2 separate regions of the Anas platyrhynchos genome follow, and region 1 is linked to region 2. Evidence: chromatin contacts called from public Hi-C data. All regions are on one chromosome and are shown on one strand. The core of a region is the stretch at or near the end of the contact, and the rest is flanking DNA. Distances in the headings are between cores, read along the strand shown. Region 1 overlaps EXD3 (exonuclease 3'-5' domain containing 3). Region 2 holds the start of AMBP (alpha-1-microglobulin/bikunin precursor).

Region 1 (6,237 bases), core at 1,116-3,615, 310 kb after region 2:
ATTAAAAAAAAATAATAAATAAAATTCAGATTTCTAAGAACATTTATATATATTGGCAAATTGTCCTAAGGTAAAAATCATTATGTTTTTTATTATGGAAGGAAAGTGAAGTAAGACACAGTAAGCAATTTGTCAGAGTTACAGAAGGAACTCATGTAAGGGCTGGAATCAAAATCCAAGTTTCTGAAGCAACTTATTGTTTCTAAAGGAGTTTTTTTAAGATGGCAGCAATACAAAATAGTTCTCAAAAGAACATACATTTAGGATCAAGATAGTTTATGGGGCAAAGGTCATGAGAAAAACAAGCTAAATGAATTAATCCACTGTTGGAAGACTACAGCGAATTATCTAATAGATTGCTGCTATCTTCCATATACAGTGCTAGCATTAAATCAGCCTACAGTATAGTCATTTTTGCATTGCATCACAAGATAGTGTAGCATATAGAGTAATCCATCTCAGGCTTCAAACTCTCTCCTCTGGAGCAGCAAGTAACATTTCCACCAGTACTTCTTTTCCTCCAAAGAGGATGTGGTGAATGCTGTCTGACAGCATGAGTCTTGCCATGCGTTATTCAAGAGTGCCCTCTAACGAAGCTGCAGCTGTATTTCAGAACACGTACACAGGAAACTAGAAAAATGCAAAATGAGACTTTCCAGAAATTTCTCATTAAACTCCAAGCTTTGCTTTCGAACAAAAGGGGAAAACAGGTGATACACAGTGACTGGTAGACTGCTGCTGTACAGACATTTTATATTGTGCAAGCCCTCATTGAGGTAAATACATCAGTGGACAGCAGAACTAAAGAGAAAGATCGAAAAATTCAGAGTTCTCTCTTTCTGACTAAAGAAAGGATACTGAATTAGATGACACCCCAGTTGTAAGACTACAATTTAAATATAAACTGAGTTCCACACAATCTGCTTTATCTCTAAGGAACTGCTCAATCTTTACAAAAATAGCTGAATATCATGAATGAAGTTCACAAATCAAAATTGAATCCTCATAAAACTATTCCCTATTACATTGCAGTACTATAAAAATATTGCTTATTTGAAAGGAGGTCTTCATTTAATGGTGGTTGAACAAACTACAATGATGAAACAAAACCTGCTACAAGTTTGTACAACTGTTGTTTTGTTTACTGTCAAGTTCACTGTCACCTACCTACACGAACACATGCATTAGCAAAACATCCTGTGAACAAAAGCTGCTTGTAATACTTGCAGAAGCAAACTTCACACAGAAAAGCTGACACCATTCACTGAACAGAAATTAACCTTAATAATCTCACTGTCAACTTGTTAGAACGGGACTGTACCACTCACAGGTCTGCCCCTAACTATCCGCAGAGGGCACAGCTTCTAGGTGTGGGGGCAGTGCAGTCACAGCAGCCTTAGCAATCACCTCCCTCTCCCTCCCAGCCCATTCCACAGCAAGGCACACCACACTCAGCCGTCCCCCAAACACCCATGCATAAGGAGGAAGAGATGCACAAAGTAGTAAACATTAAAACTGATCATCTTCTAAGCCTGGATAAGACAGGGGCTAGCAAGGGGTATGAGCTCCTTACATTGTATTGCCAAATATGTGGTTTGCCCCCGTATCATCAAAAGCCTTTGAACAGATTCAGGTCTGGAGACTTGGCAAACTCACCCCGACGGCCAGTGACCTGACCCTGCTATCTGCTGGGTGACGTCTGGGATGCCAGTGCTGTGCAGCCCTGCAAGGAAACAAACAGGTCTGCTGTTAGCACACTGAGCTTTTTGTACACACAACACCTGTGCTCCACTGAAGCAATTGTATCTAAGCGAGCACTTCCACACCCAGTTAAGTGTTACCTTGCAAAGACCGGGATTCAAGCAAACAGTAAGTGTTTTCTTGAAATAGGGCCTTAGATACTTGCCAATGTTTTTACTTCTTGCTAAACATCTTTACTGTAACATTGAGATCATGTGGCTAAGAACCACAAGGGACTAGAAAGACCACACAGATGTTATCAAATGTTACCTTGAGACCCACTGTCCCAATCCAGGCTCAGTGTCCACTTTAACACAATTAGATCTCCCCTCCCATTTATCTGGATCACCCACTGGCAACAATAGCTTACAAAACAACAAAAAAAAAATAAAATCACACAACAAAGCTTTAAAATGTGGCTGCTAAAAAGAGCTTAGCACAGTCTGAAACAGCAGCCATTTGCTCTGTAAAGCAAGACTGCACTCCTCATCTCAAAAAGCCAAACTGATTTCCCTTTAGTTTGTAACAGTGGGATACTTCAGTCCCTGGGGAATACTTCCCCAAAATTTACAGAGATTTGTGTAACCTAAGAAGCCCACGTGGCCCAGTGTGATATGCAAGCACTCCCCAAGCAGGGCACAGTTCCTCCTGTGCTCTCTCCCACATTTTCAGACATTCCTCACAGCACTGTTATGTCCCAGCCAACTTTTTTCCTGACTTAACAGTTTATTCCTTGAGGAGGTTCAGGCAGAGTTTGACATTAAAAAGATCAGTGGTGGATAGTGTCCTGGATGTTTAGAAAAAGGGATTTTTTTTTTTTTATGAACATGTAACCCAAACAAGGCTCAATGAATTTCCATGAAAATCAGACATGATCACAGAGTGCCTTTAGAACCACATAGCAGAAAGTTTCAGTGCAGAATGAAAAAGATAAGCACAAGAAAAAACTGAAACTGAAAATTAAAACATTTTGCAATCTGAGCTATAATTACTGCTAAGAGAGATATCACATCGTGCTTTTGTGTGTGTGTGTGTGTTTTTGTTTTTGAAAGTATGATAATGAATACAATTATTAGCTAAAACTGAGACTAGGCAATTCACACCCAGCAAAAGTTTAAAATAGTAAAGGTTATTGAAAGACATAATGAGTACCCAAGCTGCACAGCTGCGTGCAGAGCTACAGGGGCAACTTCTTGTAAAGCCTTTTGCCTTCTGGAGGTAAGAGCAACAACAGCCAAGAGTAAATCCATGGATTGTATGGATGCAGCTAAACATAAAACAGGAACATTATTTTAATTAGGGAAGAAGTCTAAAATGACAGCAGCCACACATTTACACTTAACACAAAGTCTGACCATATCTTTGGCACAGTTGGAGAGGTAGCTAAGAGAGAATGAACACGTTACAATGCATGCAATACCTGGAGAGCTGCACATAGCCTCTGCTGCTCTAGCTTGTTAAGGTAACAAGAACCACCTTGCTCAGCTTAGCAGCAGGCCCTTGCTAAATGCACAACAGCCAGATCTCACCTACACTGGTATAAATCTGCTTCCATGAGCTGAAATAAGCTGCTGTCATGAACACACTCAGTAATGGGTTAGGACTGGAGCACTGAATAGGGAACCTGGTTTCTATACTACCACATAAAAATGAGACACTGACACTATTTTTTTTTTGGTAGTTATCAACACTAGCAACTGTCTCGAGACACCAACTTTAACCATGCCTTATACCTTAGTTTCGAAACAGTTTCTAGTGCTGTTGCTGTCTAAATGTTTATACAATTGTAAATTAGAACTTTCTTTTGCTTGTTTCTTTCATTATTTATATTTTCTTCATTAGCAACTTTCTTCTTCCAGATCCAGTGTTGCAACTTGAAGTATAGGTAACACGCAAGTTTAGTGCCAGACAGACAAGGAACAGGATTCTCATGTTTTACAGGTAGTAAAAGGGCAGAAGTTGAAGGATTTTTAGTTGCTTCTGGTATGATCAGATTCCAAAACAAATTGCTCTACACATTTTTATTGCAGAACACAATGCAAAAAGGCGTAATTTATTATTGTAATAAATAAATACATAAAATCACGGTGTTGTGTTTTTTTTTTCTTATATAGAAATTTGTTTGAGAATAGCAACAGCCTCAACCCTCAAACAGGTCTAATGCTACTTTGAGCAAAAACCAAGGACTATGTCCAAAGTGTCATCCCAAGTGAGTGGCAAAGTTGAGACAAAATAAGCTATTAGTTACATGAGTAGGGGTTATTTTTGTTTATTATCTGCAGACTGTAAGGCATTCTTTGCCTTAATTCATCTAGCAGGGAATTCACACAGCTCGGAAAGAGCACACTACTCCTGATCCCAAGCATTTGGACAACACTCCCACCTTTCAGGCCCAAGTTAATGCCATTTAGTGGTGTTGCATCACTAAACCTGCATGTGGAATCACCATCGACCTGTTTGAGGGTTGAGGCAGTTGCTATTCTCAAACAAATTTCTATATAAGGAAAAAACCACTGTGATTTAATGTATCGCCGAGGCGATCGGCTCCAGGGCAGATGCATTCTGCAGCGGAGCAGGGGATCGAGGTGAGTAGGGCTTTTTTTTGGCATCGAGACCACTCGAAGCAGCCAAGGGAGCCACCAGGACCCAGCAGCCCTCACGAGGGAGGCTGACGAGGTGTTGGCGTCCATCAGTGCTGGTCAATCTTTAAGCACTGCCTCCTAAAAGCACAAGATCAGGCAATTCCAAAATATCAGAGGTCAGACAGGCAGGGCAGAAGGCCAGCCTGGCTGACCAGGGATCTTCTACTGGAGCTTAGGTGAAAAAAGAAAAGTGTACGGCTGCTGGAAGGAGGGTCAGGCAATGTAGAAGGAAAACAGGGATACTGTTCGCGTTTGTAGAAAGAAAATTTGTGTGGCCAAAGCCCAACTACAATTGAAGCTGGCCAAGTCTGTGGGAGACAATAAAAAGTTTTTTTTTAAATATGTAAATAGAAAAAGGAGGACCAAAGAAAACATAGGTCCACTACTTGATGGGGAAGGTCACCTCACAGACAAGGATAGGAAAGCAGAGACATTTAATGCCTTCAAAGAATCATAGAATCATAGAATATCCTGAGTTGGAAGGGACCCTTAAGGATCATCAAGTCCAACTCTTGACACCGCACAGGTCTACCCAAAAGTTCAGACCATGTGACTAAGTGCACAGTCCAATCTCTTCTTAAGAGAAGAGCTTCTCTTCTCTTCTTAAGAGAAATCTCTTCTTAAGAGAAGGCTCTTTTTAAGAGCCTTCTTTGCCTCCATCTTCAACACTGATGATGGGCTTTGGGACCCAGCATACAACTTAACAAAAACATCATACAATGGGTGAGCAATTGGCTGACAGGTAGGGCTCAAAGGGTTGTGGTAAATGGAGCCACATCAGGCTGGTGGATGGTCACTAGTGGGGTCCCTCAAGTACTGCATGCAGTTCTGGGCACCACAGCAAAAAAAGGATGTAAAACTTTTGGAGAGTGTCCAGAGGAGGGTGACGAAGATGTGAACGGACTAGAGGGGAAGACGTATGAGGAGCGGCTGAGGTCACTGGGCCTGTTCAGCCTGGAGAAGAGGAGGCTGAGGGGGGACCTCATCGAGGTCTACAACTTCCTCGTGAGGGGGAGTGGAGGGGCAGGTGCCGACCTGCTCTCCTTAATCACCAGTGACAGGACCCACAGCAATGGTGTCAAGCTGAGGCAGGGAAGTCTACGCTTGACATCAGGAAGAGGTTCTTCACAGACAGGGTGGTCGCACACTGGAACGGGCTCCCCAGGGAGGTAGTCCCTGCACCAAGCCTGTTGGAATTTAAGAAGCATTTGGACTGTGCACTTAGTCACATGGTCTAAACTTTTGGGTAGACCTGTGTGGTGCCAGGAGCTGGACTTGATGATCCTTATGGGTCCCTTCCAACTCGGGATATTTTATGACTCTATGAAAAGAAACAAGACTTTCATCCTCTTGGAAAAGAGCTTTCCAGACTTCTCTTCTGATATATGTATAACTGGAGTTTCTCTTCAACCTTCCCTTATCCCATGCATACATGCTCCCCTCTTTCATTACCTCTTGGACGAATTTTTCAGGCTTTTTAAATCACTGATGTCTACCACAGTTCTTCCCACACTGTATTAATTTACTAAAAATTAATTCAATTAAAAGTTGAAAATGGGAAGCAGAAAGATGCTCAGCAGTTAGCATATCTCATTTCTGTTAATGCAATTCTATTCCTCTGATATGCTTTTCAGTTAATTATGGTCACCCCTTTCTCCAATGCACACAATTACAACAGGGAGCTCCCTCTGTAGGCTGTCTTTATTTGACTGCATAGCATCAAGCACCTGGAGGCAGCTACAAAAAAAGTAAGAATTATTTTTTTAAGCCACTGGCATACTGCTCAAGCTCAGTAATTGCCTTTGAATTGAATTATTAAAACTTGGTTCAGGGAAAGAACGCTTGCTGTTTCTTA
Region 2 (5,829 bases), core at 2,655-5,154:
TGCCCAGCCCCATGCCTGCTCACCCTCAGTCCGGCACGCCTGCAAGCAGCCCTTCTCTGAGTAGAAGTTGTTGCCATTGCCCAGGCAGCCACCATAGAGGAAGGTCTCACAGGCCATGGAAGAAACATTGTAGAAGAAGCGGGAGAGCATCCCGCTGCAGGGCCCAGGGTCCCGGCTCAGCCGGCATGCATCTGCAGGTGAGCACAACACGCGTTGTGGCAGGACAAGGGGGCGCAGGGACGCCTGCCACAGCCCCTCTGCCAGGACCCACCTTCCTTGTTGCCAACATATGGGGGCAAGGGTCCCGCGGCTGAGCCCTCCTCAGGTGGCAGCACTGCTCTCCGCGCCCTCTGCTCCGGGATAAAGAAGCACAAAGCTGCTGTCAGCCCTGCCTGCCCTTCTGCCTCTGGTGACAAGCTCCCCTAGTGCCCCCATACATCATTCATCGGCCTGGGGTCAGTCGTGGCCTTCTGAGCCCTGTGCTCATCCCAGACATGGGACAGAATCATGCATTTTGGGTAAAGACACCCAAAGTGCCCTGGCCATGCCCTATGCCGGGCTGAGGACATGTCTCTGCTCCCACTGACACGGGGTGTTGCAATCTCCAGATGTATCTATCCTCAGCTGGACTGTTTCTCCTATGAAGTCCCATCCCCTCTTGAAAAAACTTTTAAACTCAACACTACAAGACTGGGATGTGCTGGATGACAGCAGCTGGAGCATTAGTAGGGCAATGAGCTGCCTCCCCCACTGGGGAAGGGAGTCTTCAGCCCAGCTGGAGCACTCAGGAGCAGGCAAAGGGCACAGAGACACCAGGCTTCATGTGCTGCAACTTCTACCCTACAAAAGAATCAGAGTCGGAAAGGGACATTGCTTTCTACTTGGAAGTGAGCCCTAGCAACACCTGATGCACCTGTGACCCCTGTCCTTGCAGCCTGTGCCCTGTCCTTGCAGGCAAAGCCCATTCCCATCCTTAATTCATTCCAGGAGGTCCTGGCTGGAGCACTCACCTCGGGGGCGGTGGCAGTCTCCTGGGGGACACATTCACCTGGCCCAGATGACAGAAGAGAAGATCAGCAGCTTGAGAGGGGTGGTCCCCTTTCTACCTCATCCCAACAAAGCTGTCATCTCTCCTCCCTCCATCCTGGCCCTCCCTTCTTCTCCCCAACCTTGCAGACCAAGAAGGAGCAGCCTCAGCACACCATCACGTCAGGGGCACAGGCAGCAGAAGAGGCACATGCCTTGCATGCATTACCTTTGTTGACCAGGATGAAGATGGAGTCCGCAGGGATGCCCATCTCCAGAGCCAGCTGCCGGAAGGCATCGGTGAGGTCCTCCCGCAGCTCTGGGCTTCTCCCTGGCAAGGGCAAGGGACAGGCTGTCAGCAGGGTCAGCAGTGGCAAGAGTCTGTGTGGAGCCCCCAGCAGCCACACACCTGCAGAGCCCAGGCAGCTGCAGGCCCAGTACAAGTCCTACCAACCTCTCCTCCATTATTCTTGACCAGAGTTGGTCAAGGGCTTGGTTAACATTGTTTACATGTCTCCCAGTCATGAAAGACAGCATCTCCTGCAACTTCAGGATCTGGGTTTCCCAAGCAAATCTTGTTCATCCCAAATAACACTCTGGTTTGAATTGTGTGATGTGGCTCTAAAAGTGAGCCATAAAACTCAACCTCTTTGGTGTCAAAGATGAGCTGACTCAAGGCACCACCTCCAAAGCCACACTCAAGTCCCTCAAAGACAAGCAAAGAGTGGTGTTACTGAGCCCACCTAAAGGCCTACTTGCCCACAGTGCCATAGCCAGACATACCATATAGCTTCAGTGTGGTGGTTGAACCATAACTACTTGTCTTCTTCATCAGAATGACTGCGTATTCTTCATAGTTGGTGCGAAGCACATAGGACTTGATAGACACATCCCATTCTAGGTGAGACAGCAATACAGGGGGCATCATTCCTGCCCCTCAGGAAGGAACAGGTATAGACGACAGTGACAGAGCTGGGGGGTGAAATCAAGCAGCTAATTCAGGAAATTATGAAATTATTAGGAGGCAGGCACAACCCTGACACGCTTTCACCTCACCAGCCTCTTATTAGTTGAGGGGACTGGAATCCAAAGTTTGCAGACAACTGAGATACCATCAATGCTCCTTAAATGTGGCTGGTGGGAGCCTGTCCCAGATTGGGACCCTGGGGATGAGACAGATCTGCTGGAATATCTCATAGTCCTGTACCTATGCAGGCAGCTCTGAAACAGTTTCCCTAAGACCCTGTTTCCTTGTCTGGAAACAACCCACGCTACAGAGCAACCTCCTCTCCCTGAGCCCTGCTCCCTTGAACCACTTCCCCAGCCACCAGCTGTATCCTTTGAGGCCTGGCACTGATTCACATCCTGTGAGCACACAGCAGCTCTTAGGGCTCAGCAGGCCAGCAGTGAGCCCAACTTACTAGGATTATAGTAGGTGTATTTGCCAGGGGTGCTGGTCTTCTGGTACTCTCCTGAGATGTGAGTGCAGTCACCTTGCCTGGATGAAGGAGTAAAAGAATAAACAGCTTCAGGTCATCTCTTTTCCTATTTATCTTGTGAAAACTGTGCCTGGAGCAACCAGATTGCCCATGGCACAGGATCCCTGAAATCCCTGAGCACCCACAGCACTGCTCGTACCGCAACCTGGTGCTGATTGTGCTGATCTGGTCGGCACTGGGGCCAGGGCCCAGCACCAGCGTGCCCATGTTGAACTTCTCCTTGTAGTTCTTCATCCACTTGCAGGTGGTGCCAATGGCTACATCGTACCATTTCCCATACATCTGTGGGGAAAAGAAAAGGACATATCTGCCACACACCTCCTCCACCAAGGTAGGATATCCCATGGCTTTCTGCAAAGCTGAAATATTCACAACCAAGAAGCCAACTGGTGAGCTATGGTGAAAGGTGCTGGGGCCAGAGCTGCCATAGGAAAGTGACCAGCACTCAGCAGGATTTCCAACTCAGTGGTCACCCATCTTCCACAGCTTCCCAGGCTTCTATGCTTGGATCTCTGACAGCATTCGAGGGCTGTCTGTCAGAAGAGGTGGCAGCCCAGATGTCCCAGCTTTACAGCAGTTTCATGCTGAACTGCTGGGGAAGTGAGGGTCAGAGCTGGACTCCTGTTGCCCATGTGTGCTTACCACTGGGCAGGATACTGGCCCCTTCTTCCCTCCATTTCTGTCACTTTTACATGGGGGACAGGCAGTCCCTGGGAACAGAGTGGGGTCCCCGTGCCCCGGGCAGTGTCTGTGTGTCTCCTGTTCACCAGGAAGGGCGGCTGGTACCCAGCGGAGCCTAGACCCATGTGCATGTTGGGTATGCAGAGCTGGGCAGGGGACAGAGGTGCCTGCAGGAGACCTGGGGGGGGGGGGGGGCTGGAGGGGGCAGGCTGCATCCCACACACATTCTGGGGCTTCTGGTGTGCCCTGCCACAGCAAGGCACCTTAGTCTGGACAGATGAACAGACTGGGATTCATCTGCCCTGCCTGTGTGTTTGCTGGGGTGAGGCCATCCCAAGGGCTGAATCCCCCCCAGACCAGCACCCAGGGAGATCTGCGCTGCCAGCACCAGCCCTGCACAACCCATTATGGGAAATGTCACCCTTCTTGCTAGAGAAAAATGAAATAGCTTTCTCCCATCCCTACTACCCCCAATATCCAGGGACCGCAAGCCGCTGTTACCCGCTCAGCTTCAAAATTCTCCTGCACTTGGATGTCTTCATCCTGGTCCCCAATGGGGGTTCCGCTGGCCATGGCGAAGAGGAGGAGAGAAAGGAGACCCCAAAACATTGTGTCTGGTGGCTTCAGAGTGCCGCTAAGTGCCACCGCGCTGGAGGGATCCGTGTTTCTGCACTGTCCTCACTGCGCAGCCGCGTGACCTTCAGACCTCAGAGAACAGGGCCAGCGGGGCAGCCAGCCTGGCGGGGGCCGGGCAGGTAGACGTGGGGGCAGCTCCTGGCCCTGCAGACCTGGCCATGTGGCCTGAGCTCACCATGGCCCAAGCAGCACAGAGCCAAACATCCATGAGAGCTCCTCACCTCACCTGTTCCTACACCACCTCTTGGCCCACGCACAGACCAGGACCTGTCTTATTCTATGTTATGATTTGTATTCCTGCCCTGGGATCCTATAAGGAGCCCGGATGGTGCCCGCAGTGCTGGACTAACCTGACCCTGCAGAGAGAGGACCAAGAGGTCCCCAGCACGCATCACGAGCTCCTCGCTCCTCAGCAGTGCCCACAGGGAGCGGAGCCCAGCAGCCAGATCCCCTCCTGGCAGCAGGGCTGAGACTCTCCCTGGGGGTCCCAAGCGGGTGGCCAAGGCCTGGGGCGGGCGGGGTGGCACCCACCCTGCGCTGAGGGGCCTGGGGCCCGGCACGCATGGGTGGCACGGGCCCAGCGTCTGTCCCCACGACTGTTTGCCTTCTCAGGATGATTAACTGAAACCAAACAGCCGGAGGAAATGGCAAACAGAGCAAAGGGCAGGAGCCCCTCTTGCAGCCGGCCGGTATCTCAATATTTGCAGAGAAGGCCGAGAGCTGCAGGCACGCTTGCAGCAGCCGGCCAGACTTTCACCCCCTCCTCCTGCCGTCCCCAGGGCAGCGCTCGTCGGGCCCAGAAGGTGGCAGCACCGGGCGGGCAGCTCCGCCCGGCCGAACCCCCCGGCCCCCTCCGGGCCGCCCTCGGGAGCAGGCCGAGCCCTGGCCGTGCGGTGGCCGGACCGAGCCCGCCTCGTCGCGCGTCCCTCTAGGGGAGCCCGTCCGTGCCCCGCTGCCCCCGGCACTGCCGCCGCTAGGTGGCAGCCGGCGGCCAGGAAAAGCCGCGGCGCCGCCGGGCCCCGGGGCGGCCTCGCGAAGCCAGGAGCGGGGCCGGGAGGCGCGGGCGAGGCAGGGCCGCAGCGCGTGGCCGCGGGCAGGCTCCGTGCTCGCCGCTCTGCCCCGCCGCGGGCACGGCCGGCACCGCCCGCGTCCCGTCACGCTGCGGGCCCGGGGCGCGGCCAGGCCCCGCGGGTACCGCGCGGCTGCGAAAGGTGGGGAGCAGCACAACCGGCTGCGAAACCCAGCTCCTGCACATCACCAGCCCTGTGCCCGGAAAGGCTGGGGATGCAGTGCAGCTCGCCAGCCCCATGCTCTCCTCCAAAAATATGCTCCCTGTCCCTGTCCCTGTCCCTGTCCCTGTCCCTGTCCCTGTCCCTGTCCCTGTCCCTGTCCCTGTCCCTTTCCCCAGGGCTGTGGCCATGTTTGCACCAGGACTACTGAATGGAGGGGGATGGAGAAGCCCCACATGCTGCCGAGTGCAGGGCTGCGGTGGCAGCCTCGGCAGGGCACAGCTCTCCAGGCCCAGGGGTGCACGGACCCGGCATCAGGGGCCCCATGCTGGCACCAGCAGGCTGCCCTGGGGCAGCCGCGGCTCCAGCACTGGGGGCAGGAGGTGCCCACGGGGCCCTCCGGCAGGGCTCGGGGCCACAGGGACCCTGCGGGATCCGTGGGGTATGGGCTGCTGCCAGCTGGCAAGGAAGGGCGGCCAGCATGTTGGTTTCAGACCAGTTTGGACAGAAACCAAACGCAGGGAGAAACTGCCATGAAATTCCTGCGGAACAACCCCCCAACCTCACTGCTCTGACTCAAACCTCCCTTTTATACCCACTCAGTTTCAGGCCCCTCTCCTGCAGCCACTGCAGGTGTCCCAACTCTCCTGTGGCTGTCTGGGGGTTTGTGGAACATCAGACAGTCTCTGCAGGGTAAAGGCCACCAAGATTCAGTGTTCATCACTGGAAAAATGAGACACTAAGAGCCTGACTCCACT

Evidence for each region. Hi-C and Micro-C count contacts between places; a contact is called where the count stands out from the background.
Region 1: a contact with region 2 is called in a Hi-C map of subcutaneous adipose tissue, with 4 times the contacts expected there. The contact joins the enhancer-like site here to the promoter of AMBP in region 2. A contact is called at or near these places in 3 of 8 Hi-C or Micro-C datasets (F1 follicle, skeletal muscle and subcutaneous adipose tissue).

The regions. Positions count from the first base shown.
Region 1 is chr18:3,546,141-3,552,377 of IASCAAS_PekinDuck_T2T, forward strand. EXD3 (exonuclease 3'-5' domain containing 3) reads right to left here. Exons shown (of 23, transcript XM_072025484.1): 2 at 1,657-1,723. Among named protein-coding and RNA genes, the nearest start is that of NOXA1, 7.1 kb to the right of the region's middle. Within about 2 kb of position 2,366, at least 5 of the 8 cell types and tissues checked have an H3K27ac peak or open chromatin away from gene starts, as enhancers often do. A contact at or near this core is called in F1 follicle and subcutaneous adipose tissue, where this site is marked.
Region 2 is chr18:3,231,300-3,237,128 of IASCAAS_PekinDuck_T2T, forward strand. It overlaps AMBP (alpha-1-microglobulin/bikunin precursor), which reads right to left and starts at 3,905. Exons shown (of 10, transcript XM_005014781.6): 1 at 3,708-3,905; 2 at 2,665-2,807; 3 at 2,448-2,524; 4 at 1,810-1,923; 5 at 1,256-1,357; 6 at 1,011-1,048; 7 at 272-350; 8 at 24-191. The coding sequence starts at 3,815.